2 separate regions of the Xenopus laevis genome follow, and region 1 is linked to region 2. The links are chromatin contacts, called in public Hi-C maps. All regions are on one chromosome and are shown on one strand. Each heading gives the region's core, a stretch centred on a gene start, on an enhancer-like site or on the middle of the called end of the contact. The rest is flanking DNA. Distances are from core to core; before and after follow the strand shown.

Region 1 (4,019 bases), core at 1,205-3,704, 130 kb after region 2:
TTTAGATGTGAGTATATGCGCATGCATGCAGGCAGGCTGGAAAAACATATTTTACCCAAACACAATAAATTAATTTACACCTTCCACCTATATTTAGAAAGAAATTGTCAGAGGACCCATGCAGGTTGAAGTTATTAGAATTTCATGGGAGGTTCACAAGATTATTGGCTGACAAACAATATCAGCAGAAATAACGATTATGTCAGCTCTTTCTGCCTTCATACCTTTAACAGTGTTGTAAGAGGTTTGCTAATACTTAACCTTCTTAGTCGCCCTCAAAAGAGGGATTAATTAAAGTCAGACATGGGTGACTGGATTCATTTTTGGGTTTATTATTCAGTGTCTGCAGGGCTTTATTTTCTGAGATTTAATTTGCCATATGTCTTCCCTCCAACCTTACAATGCATGCTGCTTTACCTAAAATATACACAGTGATTTATGTACATACGTTTAAAAGTGGCACGTGCTACTAAAAATTTCAAATGCGACTCGGAACAAATAATAACATTTTATCATCTGCGAAACACTCTTCTGCTCCCCCAGAAGAATGTTAAATCTGATTATATAGTTGTCATGAGCTATTTCACTGGGTCCCTGTGATAAATCATCCTGTTTTACTGCTGACTTTCCAAATTGACCTCATTTTCTACCCAGACTGTTCATTTAGGGGAAAAATATATTGAATTCTTCCTATTAAAATGATAAAAACTGTGCGTATTGCTTCTAGACTAGACTATTATTTATAAGAAATCGGACAGTTGTTGTTGAAGCACAGTTCCCCATACAACTTTCAGATGACGTAGTTATGTATGGATTGACCTGAAACCAAAGAGATCAGGCTGAAAGATGTATATTTAAATTGGATTGGGTGCAGGCAAGCATGGACCACTGCCAAACACACAAATCCATCTTGCCCTGTGATTGCCACTTTTTGTTTTGCCTGCTATCGTTTCCTTCCTGCAGCTGCTTTGTGTCTCATAGTAGTTCTCTTCATTTTCAGCAAAGATATGTAGATCAGAAAACTCTAGACTTTTGCTCCTAAACCCCAAGCCTAATATTTCATGGGGAAAGGTGCAAATCCTAGACCCTACATTTGATGGGGCAATATAAACCAGAAGTTTCATGCAGTCAATTTCGGACTGAGTTTCTGGGACCCACCAGGAAGCCTTGGGGTCTAGTGCTCTCTTCAATCTTTTTCTCATTTCATTTGGACTTTCTATTATGTATGTATGTATGTATATTTTTATTTGTAAAGCGCTCCTTGAGGGCAAAGCACTGTACAACAAAACAATAAAATAGTAGTAACAAACAAGGGGTCATTGGAATAAAAAGTAACAATAAGTGCATTATTAGAATACAATTCACAAAAATATAAAATATAATTACAATGCATATTAAGTGCTCAGTGTCAAGGAAACAAAAGGCTAGAGGACCCTACCCCGTAGGGCTTACAGTCAAAATTATAATTTTGCATTCTCCCAGTTGTAGTAGTTCTCTACATTTTTAGCACTAAAGACAGGTATGTAGATCAGACACCTCTAGACTTCGGCTTCTAAACCTCCAAGACTAAAATAATGATAGACATTACTTTCATAGGGAAAGGTGCAAATCCTAGACCCTACATTTTATGGGGCATTATAAACCAGAAGTTTCATGCAGTCAATTTCGGACGGAGTTTCTGGAGTACACCAGGAAGCTTTGGGGTCTAGTTTTCTCTTCATTCATTTTATCATTTTATTTGGACTTCCTATTATCATTTTACATTCTCTCAGTTGGCTTGTAGGAATGCAAATTGTCATTCCCTAGTCTTGATCATTTCTATTTTCCCCCCACAGGAGAATCTGGTGTTGGGAAATCTGCACTAATCCAGAACATGTTCCAGAGGATCCGGAAGCCTGGTGGCCTTGCAGGAAATGCCGGCACTGTACTCGGAGATGTATTTTTATTCAATGAATCTAGAAAAATAAGGTATTGCTTGCTGGCAGTTCAGCATAAGCACTTCCCAGGCTCTGTCAATGTATTCAATGTTGCTTTTTGCAATTGCGATTACACAGTAATGAGATGCATTTATGATTCCAATCTGAGTGGTTTTGTATAACCACTGCATGTACTTAACAGGGCTAGAGGCGTATGATTGATTTCTCTGCAATATTCTCTATGTGAGGAATATATTAGGGAGATAAAATGACAGCAGGGATTTTTAATGCTTCCATGAACAGTAGATTGGTAACGGGAAAGATAAGGGATTTTTATAGGCTATAGCTTGTAACGTTTATAATAATTTGCTATTCTCTGTCTCTTTACTCGTGGCTGCCCTGCTAGTCGAGAGGATCGCAGTAGAGGAGAGATAGCCCTGGGATTGAAAGATAACATTTGGTTTAGGTGCCCATCCTGGTTGGTATAGTACCAGGTTGACCAGCAAAATCATACTAGATACCAGTGTTAGTAACAAGAAAGGAAGGTAATAAAGATACAGAACTGATATTTCTGCCTTTAAAGGGCATGTAAAGGCAAAAAAATAAAATCCCTTTTTTACTTTTTTTAATGAAAAAGAAACCTATCTCCAATATACTTTAATTAAAAAAATGTGTATCGTTTTCATTAGAAACCTGACTGTATGCAGTGAAATTCTCCCTTCATTTACTGCTGTGGATAGGAATTGTCAGACAGTTCATAACTGCTCTGCAGGAAAACAATCATACTTATGAACAGCAGGGGGAGCCCTCGCCATGCAGAACTCAAGCAGCTTTGTTTGTTTGCCTGTAGAGCTGTCGGCAACTGTGTAGAGATTTGTATTGGATTTTATTTTTTGACTTTATATCCCCTTTACTGTTCCAACAGATAAACTGGGATTCTATTTGAAAGATTATTTTGCTGCAGCCACTGGTTCTGCAGAGTTGGAGAAAGTTTGTATAAAACAATACAAAAACTATAAAATCCACATTAGATTACATGACAACACAGGACCCAGTGCCGTCTGTATATTCTGATTATTAATCAGTCTTGCTGTATCGGCTTCTGGCAGATATTATTTGACTTGTGCTTTTTAGATAATGTATGGTGATCGCTAAGCAGCCCAGACCACAATGAGCATGTGCACAGTCTTGTTCTTGCAAAGATGTTTAATAAAGTTACAAGATGGTGACCCCCTGTGGCCAATTTTGAAAGCATAAATCATTAGTTATTTGTTGATTAGGCTTGTGGTGCAGTAAGTTCATGTTTATGTTTAGTATACAAAATACAGCATTTCTAGCCTTATTCTATTTTAGATTTTAGTTGCCCTTTAAATGGGGCCACATCCATTTTACATTGCTAGGTTGGCCTTCCTCTCCATGCTGTGTATGACTCAGTGATTGCCACCCCTACAGCTACACCAAACCAATTTTCACCTCTCATTTTCCTTTCAGTCTCATGCACAGCATAAACTCTCTAACAGCTGGATCAGTAAGGGACGACAGCTTGTCTGGGACTGCCGAAGACTTTGGTACGACGCCAGCTCTTCTATAATCATTTATGATACATACGTTCATACATAAATACTTTTATAAGGGAACAGGGTTTGTACAACTAGTTTGCTGCGGCCCTAAGTGCCAGTTAGTTGTGTTAAAAAGGGTTCTCTACAATTGTATTCCTTCATAAGCAGCATTTTAATATCTGAAATGGAATCTTGCATTTTGTCAGCTATGCATATGGTAGGGGCACTCATAATACTTAATGTATATTCATGTTGCAAATGTACTATGTGTACAAATCTGTTACAGAATCACACATACCTCTATAGAATATATAGAAAGAACCAAACACTTTATCACTATATTTATTCCTCTTTTGGCTTAGATGGGTCGCTGATTGGAGCTGAGGGCTGGATATCTGCCAGGGAACAAGGGTACCTAAGAACAAGCCAGCTAATTGTTTCAACAGTGCAATTAGGAGCCCATACAACGTCTGCCAGACTTCAGGCCCAAATTCAGAATAATTTAATGAAAAAAAGTCGGGGTACACTAGGAGCTCCTAAACAC
Region 2 (3,961 bases), core at 814-3,313:
TACTAAACACAATTCAACAGGGACAGCCCCTAAGTTTGCTCATAGTCTGTACAGAGAGATACCATAAAACAATGGCAGCATAAGTATTCCCCTGTACTAAGCACAATTCAGCAGGAACAGCCCCCTAAGTTTGCTCATAGTCTGTACAGAGAGATACCATAAAACTATGGTAGCAAAGGTATTGAATTGTACTAAGCACAATTCAACAGGAACAGCCCCTAAATTTGACTATAGCCTGTACAGAGAGATACCGTAAAACATAGGTATTCCCCTGTACTAAGCATAATTCAGTAGGGACAACTGAAGCTACAAAATGCTTTTAAGAGTAGTTTTTATGTGATTGATTGGCTCTTTATATTTCCCAATGTCTGTAAGATCCTCAGTTCAAATGTTATTGCTTTGCACAGCTAATCCAGCTATCTGCTATTTCTATGATACATGGGAAACATGAGGTGCAGCTTCTCTGGGTCAGAGAATGATATTTCCTTGAATCCTGGCACCAAAAAAGCAGCATCTTAGCCTATCACCTGCTACTCTATGCAATGCTGTTTCTGACAGTTAAAACACTGTAGTAGAAACCAGCTGACATGGAAGATATTGTGGGAGCTGGCTTCTGCTTGCTTACTTTAGAAGTCAGAACCAGCAGTGAGCACAGAGAAGAACAGAGACAGACAGAAAGACACTGTTTTCAACAGCAATTAAATTTACAAACCATTAAACATAGCTTAAAATGGCATTTTTCTCTCATTTGGTTAAAAGAACAATAACACCAAAAAATGAAAGTGTTTTAAAGTAAAGAACATATAACGTACTGTTGCTCTGCACTGGTACAGCGCTGTATTTGCTTCAGAAACATGATTATAGTTAATATAGGCAAACTGATGTGTAGCTATGGGGGCAGCCTTTTAAGCTGTAAAAAGGAGAATCTGCAGGATACACAGCAGATAACAGATAAGATCTATAGTATACTATGGGATTATACAGAATGTATCAGTTATCTATTGGTAGCCTGTGCTTGAATGGCTGCCCCCATGGCTACACAGCAGCTTGTTTATATAAACTATAGTAGTACTAATCTGTTATCTACAGTATATCCTGTGCTTGAATGGTTACCCCCATGGCTACACAGCAGCTTTTTTTATATAAACTATAGTAGTACTTATCTGTTATCTACTGTGTATCCTGTGCTTGAATGGCTGCCCCCATGGCTACACAGCAGCTTGTTTATATAAACTATAGTAGTACTTATCTGTTATCTACTGTGTATCCTGTGCTTGAATGGCTGCCCCTATAGCTACACAGCAGCTTGTTTATATAAACTATAGTAGTACTTATCTGTTATCTACTGTGTATCCTGTGCTTGAATGGCTGCCCCTTGGCTACACAGCAGCTTGTTTATATAAACTATAGTAGTGTTTCTGAGCAAACAAACCAGTTTTACCAGTGCAGAGCAACAGTGCACTATATTGTCATTTCCTTTAATACACTTTTTGTTGGTGTTACTATTCCTTTAATTGTCTAAGATCACATACAGACATGGTTAGTGTACAGGTCAGGGGGGGGGGGCTTCCATCACAGAGGAAACTGATAACAAATATGCCTTTAAAAAGAAGGAAAGTTGAATATCAGAATTTCTTCTGAATCCATACGAGTCCCCAACAAGGCGCTGTTAGAATTGTTTTCCTTATACTCACCTACACAAGTCATTTTATCTCCCCTTTAAATGAAACCGAGAAAAGATATTTAAGAAATATTATTTGCCAATGAATTGTATAATACATTAAATCCTACACCAACAAATATCCCAGAAAGCAACACTCGCACATAATACATCAGATTGAAATGACTTGCTCCTTTCCCTTTATTTTTACAGGGATCCAAATCACACGTGTGTGTGTGGGGGGGTAAGTGTGTTAACCCTTTGCATGCTTGATCTGTATTATTGTTTGGGTGAAGCTCATCACAACAAAGAGACTGGTCTCGTTTCTCTTTCACTCACCTGTGGGTGTATGGGGGAGGGGGGAGGGTGAATGCATCTCCTAAAATATTGCAGCATCAATTAGCGCTAAGAGCAACATGAACTGACTGTACCCGGCGCTGTGCTTTAGCCAATAAATAAACACTTCCCTTGCTCTGCTGATAACATGCACAGTGACAGTGGGATACTGTTTTGGGATGTAGAACTGGCAGACTGTGCTGTACTGGCAGTGCGCTCGGCGCAAACAGTAGCGCTATCAGCTTGTTCTGAGAGTATCTGCGGAGATTCAGCACCAGCAGCGAGCGGACAGCTCCCTCCCCTCCCAGTCAGCTTGTGCGAGTAAAAGGCTGTGGATCTCCCAACTTCCAGGCTGCGCTTCATTCTCTCCTGTTCACAGCCGACCCCGATACTCAGCCCTGGGGTTCTACTCTGCTGTATTGGAACTACATGAATGTAAAAGAGCTGTCTACTCTGAAGCTAATCAATACCTCTCCCTGGAAATGGACAACTTAATCAGAACCTTGCCTGGGATGTATGGAGCCTAATCGATGGAAAAGCCAAACCTAATAACTCCTTTCCAAAGGAACTTCCAAGTTTGATCCCTACTACGTTCAAATGTTATGAATAATCTGTCCAAAACCACATAGTCTTGTGACTGCTCTGCCCAGGAACTATGAGGATTATCAGTCCCCTGTCCAGGAGTTACAAAATCTAACAAGTGCCATGTCCAGCTCAGGAGCTACAAAATCTCAGGAGTTCCATGTCCAACACAGGAGCTACCAAATCTCATGAGTGCCATGTCCAGTCCAGCTACCAAATCTGATGAGTGCTATGTCCAGTCCAAGAGCTACCAAATCTCAAGAGTGCCATGTCCAGCCTAGGAGCTACCACATCTGAGGAGTGCCATGTCCAGTCCAGCTACCAAATCTTATTAGTGCCATGTCCAGTCCAGGAGCTACCAAATCTAATGAGTACCATGTCCAGCCCAGAAGCTACCAAATCTGACTCATTTGCCCCATCAAGGAACTACAATGTGTTCAAGAAATATCAAGTCCATCAGTAACCTACCTAGGAACTAGTATCTGTGACCAGCACCCATACTGACCACAATACTGCCCTGAATCTTTCCTAATCATCGTGAGCTTAGGGGTCTTCAGTCTGGGAACTCAAAGAAGGGGTGTTTTTTTTCAAGTAAGGTGACCTGGAGCTGTTCAAGTGTAAATGAGCCGTCTGTGTTACTGTGTACAAAAGCTGGTTGTCCTGGAGCTTCACAAGTCATAGCAGGTAATAAGGCATCTGTCCAGTCAATGTCAGCTTCTCTCTTGCCCCCACCAATAAATCATGTGGGCATGTCATCTGAACTGAAGATCCCATTGGTAGGGATAAGCAACACATAAGGATATTGACATCTCCTCTCTCTTGAGTGGTGGTAAAGCAGGGAGCTGAAGACTGAGGTGCCCTCATGGAAAGGTCTATCTCACAGCTTCCAGGCACAGAAGTGACCTCCCCACCCTTACAATGAGCATAACAGTGAGTGAAGTCCTGGGGGGACAAAACTGGAGAATCCAAGATGATCTACACATATACCCCAGCTAATAGACACAACTGACTTATTCGCTCCTTGCTTGGATCTACTGTACTACATTTGGGATTGTCATGGCTTTTACATTTGCTGCCTTCTGCTACATGCTGTCCCTTGTGCTTTGTGCGGCTCTCATCTTCTTCGCAATATGGCATGTAAGTATAAAGGGGCAAAGAGAGGGATTTAGAGGGCAATGGTTCCTGATGCCCAATATGCAGTTCCTGGTAAGTAAAATTGGATGTGGCTTGGTATCTTTGGCATTAAATTAATACAGATATTGATGGTATATGAGTACAATTTGGGGGTTCTGATATCAGATTGGCATTGTTCTATTACTGGGGATATGTGGTAGGAGGATGCAGGAGTTTTTTTGGGGACACTGGCATTAACTGAGTATCATT

Evidence for each region. A called contact is a pair of places that touch in the nucleus more often than the background predicts.
Region 1: a Hi-C map of the XL177 cell line shows a contact between it and region 2, with 2.6 times the contacts expected there. The contact joins the enhancer-like site here to the promoter of cnih3.L in region 2. A contact is called at or near these places in 2 of 4 Hi-C or Micro-C datasets (the XL177 cell line and the XTC cell line).

What each region holds. Positions count from the first base shown.
Region 1 is chr5L:17,503,692-17,507,710 of Xenopus_laevis_v10.1, forward strand. It overlaps dnah14.L (dynein heavy chain 14, axonemal), which reads left to right. Exons shown (of 86, transcript XM_018262651.2): 46 at 1,836-1,968; 47 at 3,408-3,484; 48 at 3,838-4,019. Among protein-coding and RNA genes, the nearest start is that of lbr.L, 91 kb to the right of the region's middle. Within about 2 kb of position 2,455, at least 1 of the 7 cell types and tissues checked has an H3K27ac peak or open chromatin away from gene starts, as enhancers often do.
Region 2 is chr5L:17,374,075-17,378,035 of Xenopus_laevis_v10.1, forward strand. cnih3.L (protein cornichon homolog 3) reads left to right here and starts at 2,064. Exons shown (of 6, transcript XM_018262649.2): 1 at 2,064-3,715. The coding sequence starts at 3,635.